Linked DNA regions of Mus musculus: region 2 is linked to region 1. Evidence: chromatin contacts called from public Hi-C data. All regions are on one chromosome and are shown on one strand. Each heading gives the region's core, a stretch centred on a gene start, on an enhancer-like site or on the middle of the called end of the contact. The rest is flanking DNA. Distances are from core to core; before and after follow the strand shown.

Region 1 (4,329 bases), core at 802-3,301:
ACCTTCTGGGGAGCCAGGCGGTGGTGGTGCATGCCTTTAATCCCAGCACTCGGGAGGCAGAGGCAGGCAGATTTCTGAGTTCGAGGCCAGCCTGGTCTACAAAGTGAGTTCCAGGACAGCTGGGGCTACACAGAGAAACCCTGTCTCGAAAAACCAAAAAAATACAAACAAACAAACAAACAAAAAAGCATCTGGGATGAAGTGGGTATGGGAAGGGGATGTGAGTGCTTTATCTCACTCACTTAAGTGTAGATTTGAAAACGATTAAAATGGTAAGTTTGAATTCTATTTTGCAACAGTAAAAAAAGCAATACGTTCATTGTTGAAAATTTAGAAAACATTTTAAAAATCCTTAAAGCTGGGTCAGTAAGATAACTCATCAGATAAAGAAGCCAAGAAATGCTGAGCTTCATCCCAGAATCCACCTGGGAGACAGAAAGAGCAGCCCCCCACAAGATGTCTTCTGGCCCCCACATGTCTTGCCCATACACATAAGCAAACAAACAAACAAACAAATGTAAAAACAAAGTTACCCTAAGCAGCTCCTCTTTCTAAACCTTGTATCTAGGGGCTGGAGACACAGCTCAATGGTTAAGGGCACTTGTTGCTCTTGCAGAGGACTCAGATTTGGTTCTCAACGGCCATATGGTGGCTCACAACCGTCTGTAACTCCAGTTCCAGAGGATGGAAAGGTAACATGGTGGGCAGACCTGCATGCAGGTAAAACACACATAAGATAAAATGATCTAAAAATAACCTTTTATCTAATTTTCCATAGTGTTCAGGACTCCGTAGAGTTCCTGGATTTCAGACACAGGACTAGGAGAGAAAAGAGACCTGCACAAATTTATTTATTTATTTATTTAAGTTTCTGAGACAGGGTTTCTCTGTGCATCCTTAGACTGTCCTGGAACTCACTCTGTAGACCAGGCTGGCCTTGAACTCACAGAGATCCCCTTGCCTCTGCCTCCTGAGTGATGGCTCAACATGAGTGTGTTTTTATCAGCTATATAACATACCCCCATCCTTTACATACTATTGGGAACACTTGGCTGTCACTAGATACCTTTTCATTCTTTGGGCTCACAGATACACGTTATCAAAGTTCTTTAAAAGGCACCCACATCTAGGTGTTTTTTTATTAAAACAACAAGAAACCACTGACACCTTAACTGTGTTCGTGAGTTCACATTGTTTGCTCACTCCCAGCTTCCTGCTTTATATTCAGGGCTTTTAATACTGTAAATAAAATTTGTAAATACTCCCTCTTTCCTATTTGCCCTTAATTGGTGTTAAATATTCCCCAGATCTTAAATAAACCATTCGAAAACATTTTATTCCCCACCCCTCTCGGTTTTTAAAACCCGAGTCACTTAATTTAAATGACACAGACCAAGCTACAGTGTTCACATGCAGTCACCTGGCACTGGAGAACAGGTTATTGGGCAAAGGGGTACCCGGGGTCCTGACTGGTGACCCCTAACAGGAAGCACCCCTCCCCCATCTTAAGGCTTTCGTCGGTGCGGAGGTTGCGCCTAAACCCTCGCCTGGCTTCGTAAACCCAGCTGTCACCCACTCGTGGAGCTGTCCTGACCCTCGGTGTAGCGAGGACTCTGTGCCCCACACTCACCACCTCTCACAGTGCTGAAAGGGAAACTCTGGGAGAACTGGGGTGCGGGGTGGGGCTTCATGCTTTTAGGGATCAGAGCCCCGAGGGCAGCGGCCCCAGGAGTTGCTCAGCAGTGGGGAAAATTGTTCCCCGGGACGCGCAGCCGCCACCCGTCATCTCGGAGGCCCTGTAGGCCGTCTGTCCCGCCCTGCGCTTCCCGCTCCGCCAGTGACCCTCCTGGTTTTCTTTTGTCCTTTCTCCACTCTGGACACACACCCCTCCCCGCCGTCCCGACCCTGCTCTCTTCCTTGAGCCTTTCTGGTCTCCACCCTCTGCTTCCTCCGTCCCTTCCCGAGGTCCCTTGCCCTCCCCCTCCCCACGGGGCGCAGTTTCCCCGAGTCCCCTCCCCGCCCCGCCCCAGTTTTTAAACCTGGCGCCGAGTGAGCGGGTAGGTGAGCGCGTTCAGCCAGGGGGACCAGGCGCCGTCGGGCTGAGAGATTCGCGCGACACCCGCACCATGAGACCGGAGGCGGCCGGAGTCCGGGAGGCGCGGGGACGCCTCTGCCACTGTCCGGGGGATGATCCCGGGAGGCTACCGCTGCCACGCGGGCCCGAAAGGTGAGGGTGTCCTGTGGCCCCGGTGGAGGTGCACCCAGACACTGAGCTCCTTAACCTGAGATCGACTACTGCAAACTCCTGTCTGAAGTGCAGGGACCCCGCGGATATCTGGCAAGGAAATGGGCAACACTTGCGTGTATTGAGGATCTGAAATTGATCCAGCTGGAAAATACTGAAGGCTGGGGGCCCCATAAGAAATTTATAAAAGGATCCTGCGGTCTATCACAAAGTGACAGTCTCCTGCCCTACGCTGGGGATCGGTGTTTGCCCATCCAGGGACATCGCTATCTTTAAAGCTGTGAAGTTTAAGGAAATCAGATTAGCTGGGTAGGTAGGAAGCGGAGCAGTTTGGCGATGCAGAAACGCCTTTGGCATAGTAGTCTAAGGAGTCTCCAGCAGCAGAGGTGGTGTACTTGAAACCAACCATCTGTATTAGAAAAATTTGAGGTATCAATGAGAGATTTGCTAGGAGAAAAAATAATCTCCACTCACACGCGCCCTAATAATAGGTTAGATTTGGGGCTTCCCATCTCAGAGTGTACTAGGAAGCAGAGCCCGGAGAATTCTTCAGGAGGCAGGAACAGGTAAAGTACTGACTGGCCCATCGGCAGACAGACCTTAAGGGATCATGGTGTGTGCAGGGACTCTTTGTCAAACAGACACTATGGTATCAACCTCATAGTAACCTTTGGGGGGGCGGGGCGGCAGAAACGCCAGGAGTTCAGTCTCTCCTGGTGCTTGTTTCCAGTTCCATTCCAGCCCCGTGGAGACCGTGGATGTCGCCTCCCCCCGGAGATGCTGAACTGACCAGAACTGAACGTCCGGTAAGCTAAATGTGACTGTTGTAGGCAATAGTCAATCCAGAAAGCGGCACCACGTCTATAATAACTTTGAAAACAAAACCAAAACCCGGGGGAAGGACTCCTCTCTCGTGCTTAGCTTGGCCTAACCCACAAGTAAGTTCCTGAAGGTCTGGTGGGTAGAGCCCAGAGTGAACGGAGGTGCTAATGGGCCCACTGGGCTCGCGATTGCTCCTCCGTCCTTGAAAAGCAAACAGCTGAGGACATGGGCTTTGCATGGTAATTACATGCAGCGGTGGGAGAGGAGGGTTCTTCTATAAACCAGAGCATGGGGGAGGGAGGGGCAAAGCCCAGCCCCCTTAGAGAAAAGCTGATTATGTACCACACTGCAAAGCAGGCAGACCTCCATCCACCTCAGGTGCCCAGACAGTGCAGTTAAAAGCTCCCACCCTTGTCTGGCCCTGTCTGCAAGAACTCTTGCAGGATCTTCTGTTCTCTGTGCAAATACACTCAAGCACCGGGCTTTGTCAGCAAAGATTAATTGCCACAGCTATCCCTTTATCTTTGCCTTGCCGGTTAATTGCTTTTGACTTATTAAGCGAATGTTTTGCTTACATTTGCTATATTCTCAAATATAAATGGACCTTTAAAACAGTGGAGGTAGCTTAGGAAGGGCCATGCATCTCACTTACACAACACCTGTGGGATACAGCTTAATGTACAGATAGATGTGATATGAAAAGTTAACTGTGGGAAATTACTCCTCTATTATTCTTTTACATTTAAGTTATTTTCTTTGAATACTGAGTGCTTTAATTCAGTTAGCATTTATAGAAGCTTAAAGAACGGAGCAAACAGGAGGGCAGCTAGAGTCTGCTACATGGTTTTGTTTCAGTCCTGATAATCCCTGCTCCAAATTTCTAAGTGACTGAAGAGAACTCTTTCTATCTCATTCCACTCAGACTTAAAGTCCTTAGAGTCCTTAAAGGTAAGATTTAAAAGAACTCACTAACTACTAAATTTTCCTTTAAGTGAACCGTGAGTATGGAGGTCACTCAGTTGTGTGGGAGACTAGAGTACTACGGCACACACAGGGCCTGAGGCAGGCAGCTTCTGGTTCCACTGTGAGGAGAAAGCCCCTTGTGATTATCTTAAAGCACAGCCCCTTTCCAGTTGACTGCACTTCACAGAAGGCAGTTAAGGCCTGGATTTGGGCAGATGGGGGAGCCTGGGGTTCTGTAGGGACTGTAGAACTGGCTGCCTTCCCACACGCCTGTCAGGGCGAGATCTTGGGATCCACCC
Region 2 (4,880 bases), core at 2,148-4,647, 74 kb after region 1:
CTGGGCAAATAAACATGCTTTCATGATAACTATAATAAGTTGGAACACATGGGCTAGAACACAGTTCTCAGTGGTTAGTAGTTGACACTGCAGGTCTTTTATTGTCATAGACTTGTGTGCACAGTGTCCATCCCACTCTTGTCTGCAGTGGCTGGATGAGCAGGGTTGTGCCTGCTCTGCTTACATGTTGCAGTTATAAGATCTGGCCGTGTGCTGGGAAATCTAGTGTAACTTACACTCACACATCACCAGGTGGGTTATTTATAGTATGTGTTGTTAGAACCACTGGTACACTGTTATGGTACCTCAGTACTACCATTCAGCCCGACTCAACAGCTGACACCAGGGTTCTAGTTATGGTTGGTGACAGAAGTGAGCAAAGACAGACATAGCCCCTGTGTTCTAGCCAGTGAGACAGCAGTGTTAAGCCTGAAATTAGAAGTGGCATGTTGTATTCAAGAAACTGCTGTTGTGCCACATGACCTGAATTACAGAGGGGAGGTTAGGGTCTAGACTTTGCAGGTTATGTTATGGCTGTTGGCCATTGAGAGGGGTGGTAAGATGCCAAAAATTCCAAGAGTTGAGTGTTATGCATGATTAGTACCCTTAAAAGCTCATGCTGGACACAGAAAATTGCTTTGGATGACCTGCACAAAGGCTGAGGCTGTGAGGATACCAGGCTGGAGGAAGGTAGCTAGAGTAGGCATAGGACAGTGGGAGGAGTCAGGATATTTAGAGGTGACGTTGACAGAATGGCTCATGGTTTAGTGCTGAGATATGACTATGGAGACTGGTATGTGTTCTTACTAGAGTCTTAGATTTTTGGGCCTGCTTATTAGCAGTGGGAGTCATTGGAAGAGGAATAAATTTATAGGAGGTAGAATCTGAGTTTCTCTATGTAAAAAAGTAAATGACATGTTTGGGATAGATGTCCAAGAAGATTGAAGTTGGAGATGCATTTAATATTGCTTAGGAAAGTAAGTTTCACCCTCAACTGAAGAATCATTTGAACTTTGAATCCCAGACATTCTGGCTTAACTGATAGAGGGTAGAGCTTGCAGAATGGACTTTTTGAAGCTTCCCTGGGAATTAATATTACTGTTCAGGCAAGATTGAAACAGCCTTGCTGTCTTTTAGTGAGAGAGCACAAGGTAAGAGAAAGGAGCCAAGTTGAACCTTGAATATCAATCAGGGAAAGGTGACACCTGGCCTGAAAACTATTTACAGGTGTCCAGAAAGAAAATATTTTATAGAAAGAAGTGAGAGGACACGAGTGTCTAGCTGCCAAGATGTGTGAGACAGTTTGGATTTAGAAATATAGACCATTCAGTAACCAGAGGAGCTGTCAGTGGAAGGCTCAGAGCAGAAGATGGCTGCTGTGAGCTGAGAACTGTAAGGAACTTGAAGACAACTTCTAAAAGTGCCTAGGCAAGAGATTTAATGCACAAGGCTGTCTTAGGTCTAGCTAACAGATAGAACTGGTTTAAATGGTGAAGAAACAGGATCCTCAGGCTCCAGAAGGAGGTGTACAGTGGCTCTGCACTGCATCTAAGGCCTCAGTTTTCAACCTAAATGACTTGATCAGAAAGCTGCCACCTCACCTCCATGGTGGCAGGGTTACTCCTATGACTCTGCTGTCAGGCCAATGGTTACATTCTCCAACAGAAGAAAAAGCCAGGTGTTTTCTTGTGATCTTTTCAAAAGTAGTATATACACATCCTGGGAAATATGTGTATAACAAGGGAATAGACTGGATTCTCCAAAGTGGACAACTTGAAAAACAACATCCAAATTACAGCAGCAGCCAAACAACCTCTCCCCGCCCGCCCCCCCCCCCCCCCCCCCCCCGCTTGCTCTTCCAGTCACTGCCCACCTGTCTCCCCAGACCAGTCTGCCTGGAGTTCCATTGGATTGTTTTATTTTTTTTTTATTCCATGCAAATGTGTGTGGCTCTCAAAACTGCTCCCAGGGCTTATGTTGTTGCATGAACTTGCATTCACCTACTGCATGAGTATACCGTGTTTTATTCATTGTATCATGGAGGAACATTTTGCTGAGTTTCTAGTATTTGACTCTTAGTGGTATCAAATTCTCGTTGAGTGTACAATCAAGGACAGAGGGCATACTTGTGTTTTGCTTCAGTCCATAAGTTTCCTGTGACATATCATTTCAGTCTACTGCAGAGTGTGAGGGTTTCAGTCATGTCCTTACTGACACTTAGTTTCATTTTAGACCCGTTGGGTATGGAATGGAATAAGCCTAGTGTTAGTCTAGCATTTTTGTAAGTTGGTTAAGGATACTTGACTATTTTCTCATATCCTTATTGTTTATTTGGATGTCCTCTATTCCTTTGCCCCTGAGCGGAATGTCTGACACCTTTGTACTTTGGATGTGAGTTATGGAGACATAAGTTTTACGAGTATCTTCATACTCTTGAGTGGCTTTCCCCTTCAGTACTTGTTCTTTGTTTTCATGTCATCAAAAGCTGTTCATTTTAGGGATAATGAAATGGTCCAATGAGTAGAGGCTCTTGACACTAAGCTGAAAGATCTGGGTGGTAGGAGAAAACAGCCCTCTAAGTTGTCCTCTGACCTCTACACTTGACCTCCTTTCTACAACATAGAATCACACGCACACAATTAACTTTAATGCAGTTTATAAGTTCTTCTTACGGTGAGCACTTGTTTTGTGTTCATAATCTTTATCTGCTTTAAGGCTACCAGAGTGTTCTGTGTTGCTTTTAAAGGTTAGCCTGCCTGCCTGCCTGCCTGCCTGCCTGCCCCTCCCTCCCTCCCTCCCTCCCTCCCTAAGATTAGCTTTGCTGCTTAGATTTATAGGCTCCCGGGCTTGGCTTTGCTGGTGAGCCTGAGGCAGTGTCTGGCACTTGTGTGAGTGTGTAAGTGGATCAGCACCACTTATTTTATTCTGTTTGCCCCATGCACTAGGTTATCTCTCTTGTTATAGATTGGTTGGTGTAGACTCTCCTGCCTGTTCTTCCATCCTAATTGTCTTTAGGAGATTTTGTTATTTTGGTTTTTCTTCTCTAATAGTTTGGTATATACCTTTAGTAGGTGGTAATGTCTGATGGCATAAGTTACCTCATTTTCTTTAAAAAAATTTTTTTAAAGTACAAATACATTGATGTATGCAACTTTGAGATGATGGACCAGTAAGTTTACACAAGACATTTAAACTAGAAGAACAAAAAACAGACAAAGATCGTTGAGAAGATAAAATATTGAAGCCAGTGAGAGGGAGTGTGTGAGCTCACAGGAAAGAGTAGGATGTCTGAGCTAGAGCTTCAGGCATTTGAACATTTCTGGGTGGTGTTAGGTTTCTGTGTGCGTGTGGTGAGGACTTGTGAAACAGGTTGTTAGAGATGTTACTACAGATACATGCCAGGCCACAAACTGAGGTGTGGACCCTCTAGTGCCTGACAGTGTAACACTTTCTAGTGTAGTATGTACCTCCACTGAGCAGCTTGCTACAGATGAGAAAGTGGGCCCAGAGCCAGGGACATCCTTCAGGCACCAGGAGGAGCTGCAGTCTAGTTAGACTACTGGAGACTCATTCTGGAGCAGTGGTTCCCAATCCGTGGGTCGTGACCCCTTGGGGTGGTTGATTGGTGTTTTTACGGACTGTCAGAAAACATATATTTACATTACAATTCATAACAGTAAAATTACAGTGATGAAATGGCAGTGAAGATAAGATGGAAAATCTCTGTTCTGGAGTTTGTGCTCTGTTCAGTATAGCTGAACCAGTCTGTTGTGTGAAAGGCTGGAGAGTTACATTGTTGAGAATCAGTTTTGTTAAAAGACAAACATAGGGGCTGGTGAGATGGCTTAGCAGGTAAGAGCACCCGACTGCTCTTCCAAAGGTCCTGAGTTCAAATCCCAGCAACCACATGGTGGCTCACAACCATCCATAATGAGATCTGACGCCCTCATCTGGTACGTCTGAAGACAGCTACAGTGTACTTACATATAATAAATAAATAAATCTTTTTAAAAAAAAGACAAGCATAGTGTATAAAAGCATATGGATAATAAGTCGAATGTAGATACTGGAAAGCTATATAAAGAACTTTCTAAAATCACTAAATGTAATTCCTGAGTCGTTGTAATGGGGTTCGGGTAACTACTCCCCTTCGTTTTACTTCTCTGTATTTTCTAACTTTGCTATAGTGGACTTTTGCCATATGGCTTAATTTTTTTACTAGGCTATCTATATTCATGTAAAATTCACAGCATACGAGTAGATATATGATATATAGTACTTTTAAAGTAAAATCATGAAATTCTTAAATATTTTATTTCTTGCTTTTCTTTTTAGAAATGCACTTAGCGATGGAAAGAGGGCCATTGTTTTGAAGAACACCTGGCCAAAGGTAAGCTTCTTTTATTCTACAATGAGCAAGCCCTTGAACATTACTGTTGTGTGAGAATCAGTGTGTGGGATCATTTATTTGTATGTAAAAATGCTGGGTGACATTTCAGAGAACTCAAGGACAGGAAATGGGTTCAAGAGTTTATAGTCAGTTCCAAGACTTGCTGTGAGAGGTAAAGAGCATCAGAGCTAGTTAGACACCTCGGTTAATAGGCTAACCAGTAAGTGGCTGAGGAGGGGGTGGGGGAGGAAGAGAAGAAGACAAGAAAAATAGGAGAACACAGGAGAGCCTTACTCCCCTCACTGTTAGAAAGTATTCAAAGCTCTTCCCAAGTGATAATTGTACTTCAAGGCACAGCCATCATAGTATATAAGCATGACCTTTCACCCCCAGCCTCAAGGCTTTCTAAATAACACAGGGCACAAAATCAACAGCAGAGAAAGCTCACTTTGTCACAGCGCACTGGGTCAAGCTGAAAACTCGTGTATGT

Evidence for each region. Hi-C and Micro-C count contacts between places; a contact is called where the count stands out from the background.
Region 2: a contact with region 1 is called in a Hi-C map of regulatory T cells, with 3 times the contacts expected there. The contact joins the enhancer-like site here to the promoter of Ripply3 in region 1. A contact is called at or near these places in 6 of 39 promoter capture datasets (the 3T3-L1 cell line, 3T3-L1-derived adipocytes, the C10 cell line and 3 more), 1 of 15 datasets of contacts at CTCF or cohesin (CD8 T cells), 6 of 484 Hi-C or Micro-C datasets (the N1E-115 cell line, cerebral cortex, epidermal suprabasal cells and 3 more), 6 of 115 datasets of contacts at active chromatin or transcription factors (CD8 T cells, the HPC-7 cell line, the SCID.adh cell line and 3 more) and 3 of 9 other capture datasets (adipose tissue, embryonic stem cells and pancreatic islet).

What each region holds. Positions count from the first base shown.
Region 1 is chr16:94,326,371-94,330,699 of GRCm38.p6, forward strand. Ripply3 (ripply transcriptional repressor 3) reads left to right here and starts at 2,052. Exons shown (of 4, transcript NM_133229.2): 1 at 2,052-2,227; 2 at 2,976-3,051. The coding sequence starts at 2,127.
Region 2 is chr16:94,398,979-94,403,858 of GRCm38.p6, forward strand. Ttc3 (tetratricopeptide repeat domain 3) reads left to right here. Exons shown (of 46, transcript NM_009441.2): 11 at 4,336-4,390. Among named protein-coding and RNA genes, the nearest start is that of Gm23692, 28 kb to the right of the region's middle. Within about 2 kb of position 3,398, at least 34 of the 459 cell types and tissues checked have an H3K27ac peak or open chromatin away from gene starts, as enhancers often do. A contact at or near this core is called in CD8 T cells, the SCID.adh cell line and regulatory T cells, where this site is marked.